Regions from separate parts of the Capsicum annuum genome. Here region 2 is linked to region 1. The links are chromatin contacts, called in public Hi-C maps. All regions are on one chromosome and are shown on one strand. Each heading gives the region's core, a stretch centred on a gene start, on an enhancer-like site or on the middle of the called end of the contact. The rest is flanking DNA. Distances are from core to core; before and after follow the strand shown.

The links. Hi-C and Micro-C count contacts between places; a contact is called where the count stands out from the background.
Region 2: a Hi-C map of placenta shows a contact between it and region 1, with 1.8 times the contacts expected there. The contact joins the promoter of LOC107854231 here to the enhancer-like site in region 1. A contact is called at or near these places in 2 of 5 Hi-C or Micro-C datasets (leaf and placenta).

What each region holds. Positions count from the first base shown.
Region 1 is chr7:2,050,148-2,052,990 of UCD10Xv1.1, forward strand. No RefSeq gene overlaps it. Among protein-coding and RNA genes, the nearest start is that of LOC107854254, 11 kb to the left of the region's middle. Within about 2 kb of position 1,399, at least 1 of the 5 cell types and tissues checked has an H3K27ac peak or open chromatin away from gene starts, as enhancers often do.
Region 2 is chr7:2,084,698-2,087,540 of UCD10Xv1.1, forward strand. It overlaps LOC107854231 (tetraspanin-8), which reads right to left and starts at 1,365. Exons shown (of 2, transcript XM_016699228.2): 1 at 557-1,365. The coding sequence starts at 1,057.

The DNA of each region.
Region 1 (2,843 bases), core at 149-2,648:
AAAAAAAATAAATAATAATAATTACAGTATTAGGTACGAATTTAAATGAATTGAGTTTTTTTTTAGATTTTATATTTGTATTAAAAAGAGATATGATTCTGATGGCAAGTTTAGAGTCGTAAAACTTCAAAATACACCTGCAACATTTAAATTCAAATTAAATTCTATCTTTAATTAAGAGTTAATTTAGGTTTCAAGATTTATATTCTTATCATGTTATTACAATCAAGTTTCAATTTATTTTTTTTTGGGAATTTGAGAATATAAAGTCATGAATTTAAATTATGATTATAATTACATTTTCAATCGCTGCTTTGAAATTATGAAATGAAATTACTTGTCTTGTTTATTTAATGTTAAACTTCTATATTATAATACTCACATTATTCCACATATTAAGGGCGTGTTTGATGCATTTATGTATAATCTAACAAAATGTACAAAGATGAGGAGTAGGGGTTGAAATTTATTTTTTCTATTTTTGTTATAAAATTTTTATTTTTAAAATTTTTAAGAAACTTTCTTCTGTCATATATATGAATTGTCATCTTCAATGTTATGTCAATTTGAGCTTGAAGAGTAATAGTTAAAGTACATAGTACAATATGCTTCCTCTATCATCAAATGAATATGTTTTTATTGTTATAATAAAATATTATATTATATAAAAAATATTTATTATAGAAAAATTTGACTGTGTTAATTAATTCTAATTCCTATCTTGGAGAATCACGAATACGTCTACCAAACTTCTTACAATAAAGAAATTTTTAAATGATTAATAGATTTTTAATCTCGTGGCAAAGTATATTCTACGACTTGAATTAATTTTAATTGTTGTCTTGGAAAATGAATAAATCTACCAAACTTCTTACAATGAAGAGATTTTTAAATTATTAATAAATCTTTTATCTCGCAGAAAAATATATTCTACAACTTGAAGTAATTCTAATTCCTATCTTGGAGAATGAAGACGTCTACCAAGTTTCTTACAACGAAGAAATTTTTTAAATTATTGATAGATTTTTTTTTTTTATCTCATGTCAAAGTATATTCTACGACTTGAAGCCTCTACGATCCACAAAGCTCGACGAAGCCGACCAAGAGTAAGGAACGAAATGTGTATATCATCAATAGTCGATTTTAGTAACTTCAGCGATTGATAAGTGACTGATATACACTATTCAAATTTCATACTCAATCGAACTGCAGGTCGTTGTATAAATTGAAACCAAACGAATATATTATTTTATACTTTATAAATACCATTATAAATATTTTCGAACCGTCCTACACCTAATATGGGACCATATACTTAATTAGCATGTTATGGGGAAGGTATACACACCATGATTTTTGGCAAAAAATAGTTGGCAGGGTTAAGATGCATTTATTACAAACTTTGAGGGTTCAAAGTCTTAAAAAGCAACAGAACTTTTGGGCCCTCACAAAAGTTTTTATTGATGCTCTGACTTGTCAATTTTGATAATATAGGCCCCCTTAGTTCATAAATATTATATTTATAGATAATGAACTTTCAATATTTACGTAAAAATTATTTTAGACCACAAATTTTAAGAATTAATTTTGTATTCAATTAAATACCGCAACATAAATTGAAACAAAGGGCAAAGTAATGATTACTCTTTTGTTTTGTTATTAGTACTATATAAATATTCTTCGTCTCAAATTAGCTATCTAATTTTTAAAACTAATTATCACAATTTATTTGTCATTTTTAGAAGCTCGAGACAAAATTATCTCAATTTTGCCTTTTGTAGATTCCATAACAATTTCATAAATGGCAAGTTCGACACAACTGGGATTCATTTTAAAATATTGCGGAAGCCGTTATCAATTCATTCTTGAAGACTACAAACACATCAATTATATGTAAATACTAAATTTAAATATGTAAAATTTGTACTTGTAAATACTAAATTGTAATATATAAAATATTAAATTTTTATTTGTGGAGTATTTTAAGCCAAGTAATGATTTTCAAATTTATTCCTTCACCATTTTATTTGTTTTTTTATCCTCCGTTAATTCTTCGATCCATGAAATTGATCCCTTATTATTATTATTTTTCATCTCAAATATGTCTCTCACACTAACGATTGTCCAGCTTGTGTTGGATATTTGCCACGATCCAAGCCACGTAATATATATATATATATATATATATATATACCCATAAATTGGAATAATATCTTCAATTCGTAATGTACCAAAAATATTAGCAAAATATCTAAGTTAGTAGGGGCTTAGGACGGCAAAATGACCTTCTCGACCCCTGTACTATGTCGGTTTTGTAAGTTGGACACTTCTTACTTACATGTTTGTCATCTGGACCCCTGAACCCACTAAAAAGAAACATTTTAAACCCTTTTTTGGTGAGTGTAACACACTCTCCTCCACATCAGCTGCCATATCAGCTGCCACGTCTGACAGGTCTGCCACGTCATTTAAAAAAATATTACATTAAATTTCAAGTCATTTTTAAAATGCTACATAACAAATTAAATATTAAAATTAATTTAATTAAATAAGAAAAATTTATAAATTGTAAAAAAATTTGAATAATCATGTTTTTATTTTTCTCACAAATTAAACATCAAATCCATTCTAAATAATTAAAATTTTTCTCCAACTAATTTAAATTTTTAACTATAAATTCATACATACAAACATAATAAATTTTTTATTTTGAAATTTGAATATTTTTAACAAATTCACAAAGTTTAATTTTTTTAAGCGAAACTCACTATTTTTTTTCAATATTCACTATCACTCACTTTCAATTTAAATTTATATTTTAATCCCCAAAAAAATAAAAAGAT
Region 2 (2,843 bases), core at 115-2,614, 35 kb after region 1:
AGTGGGTTCATCATCTATTATATACACCATCTACTATACAAGAACAACAACAACAAAACCAACAACGAAGGCAGGATTTTCACAAAGGGTTCATCATCTATTATATACACCAACAACAACAAAACCAACAACAAAGGCAGGATTTTCATGAAGGGGTTCATCATCTATTATCTATACCATCTACTATACAACAACTACAACAACAAAACCAACAATGAAGGCAGGATTTTCACGAAGGGTTCATCATCTATTATATACACCAACAACAACAAAACCAACAAAAAAGGCAGGATTTTCAGGAAGGGGTTCATCATCTATTATCTATATCATCTACTATACAACAACAAAACCAACGACGGCAGGATTTTCACAAAGAGGATTCATCATCTATTATATACACCATCTACTATACAACAACAACCAATATAATCCTAAAAGTCATACACCATCTATTATATACACATAAAAAGCAACATTTAGGCAAATCAAGCATATACACTAAAATAAAAACCATATTAAATTAAACAAAAAACAACAAGATTTACTCTATATATACCTGAAGAGCAGAGAGATGTTCTTGGAAGAAATCATCAGCTTTAGTATTAGACCCTTGATCAATCAACTTCTGACAAATCTTACTATCCTGCAAACAACTATGTATCCTATTCCAATTCTTATCAACTCTTTTCTGCAACCAATTACTATAATCACCAAATCTATACTCCTTATACCCTTTCCCACTTATCTTCTCACCAGCACCTTTATTAGTCACAACAAATGCAAATATAGTAAAACAAAACAACAACAAAATCAACAAGAACATTACTAACAAGTATACCCAAAGTAACCATGTCACTCTACAACATGAGCCAATTATCCCTGCTAATGAAACAAGCAGTATGAACACTCCTAATGCTATTACTGGCTTTTCAAGAAACCTTTCACACTCTGTGTTTGCTTGTTTTGATAGCCAAATACCTCCTCCTATTATTGGTATTGAGATTAACAAAGTCACTATGTTCAATATCCCCACTAAATTGTTGCTACAACGCACCATTTTCCTTTAGCAAGATTCAATCTTTGGGGGTTTTGAGCAAAAATAAGGACACTCCACAAGATCAAGATTCAAGAATGATGTGTTTTGGGCAAAAACAAGAACACCCCACAAGAGAAAAATTCAAGAATGGTGAGTTTTGAAGCAAAACAAGAGGGACCAACAATGGAAAATTTGAAACTTTGAGGGGTTTAGAGCAAAAAACAAGAAATACCCGCAAGAGAAAACTGAAAATCTTGGTGAATGTGGGGAAGTTATGGAGGGATTTGTATGTATTTATAGTAAAATAATAACTGCTCAAAGAAGAGTGGGAAGCGGTGTGAGGAAAGGGGTAAGAAGTTTACAAAGACGCGTATTGTGGCGCGTGGAGTTAACTACTTTGCGGGGCGGGGGCGGGCGGTAGACGGCTCGGTGTTCTAAAGCTTATTTTATGTGTGAATTTCTGGTAAAAAATCAAATCACAAAAGTGTAAGATCGTGAAAAAAGATATTAAATTACATATATGTATAAATTTTGATAGTTGAAGTTTAATTGCAGAAAATTTTAATATTTTTTATAATTATTGAAAATCTTGATTTTGGGTCTTTCGAGATACATAATTAGCTCTTAATATATTCAATGAAGATATAATTTTTCCGTTGTAAAGATACATAATTAACTTTCAATAATTTTTTTTTCAATTTTGAATCTATCGAGATACATAATTAGCTCCCGATATATACAATGAAGATATATAATTAGTTGAGGTTTTTGAAATAATACTGTAAGAATGGAGATTTATGTAAATATGATAAGTTGCGGTGTATGTTTATGCTATTTTGTTATATTATAATATATTCTAATTTTGTAATCGTAAACATGTTATTTAGATATATATCTTCACAAAAAAAAAATCTATTTTTATTAAATATATCACGAGCTAATTATATAATTTGACTGATTCAAAATTGAAATTTTCACAATTATATAAAATATCAAAAAAATTTACGCTAAAGCTCCAAATTATCGAAATTTGGATTGTTTTTAATAAGAATTGTGGGTCCCATAGCAGTTAGAAAAACGTAATGGTCAACTTTTGATGTTATTACTTTGCGAATAAAAATATCTTTAAAAAAAAATATATCTTCATCCACTTATTTAGTTATAATAATTAATAGATAATATGATACTTTTTGAGATAATTAGGCACTTTTTTGGATTTTACGAAAACTTTAGTATATTGAACTGTACTTTATTTTAATCGCAAGCGTACGTTATTAAACTAACAAATATTTTACTTTAATAGAAATGAATTTAGACAAAACTTTATCAATTTTCCTCATTGTATACTTTTAGTATCGCGTTTTTTGCCTTTAAAAACGAGCCACCTACGATCATAAATACTGTCTAATTATGCTTTTATCTTCTAATTTTGCAATAAATCTTAAATTATTTTGCAACTCGCTTCATTTTCGCACATTCATTCTTTCGATATTACTTTTTACCTATACAACGAATTTCAATTAAGCTCGATTCACTTACTTTTTTTTTTACATTTCTCTTTTAATAAGTTTTCTAAAATAGCATGATTAAAAATGGTCCTACAAAACAATGATATTTCATTAAAAGCAAAGTCCAAAATGTTAAAATAAATATCTTAAATTGTACTAATAATTTTTCTATAGACTATAATGTCTTTTTCACAAGTGGTTAAGAAGTTTTTTTTTTCTTTTTTCTAAGTGGTGAACAAGTCTTGAAAATTCCAAAATATCATTTTCAGTACACACGTAGTTGAATTATATTACGTACA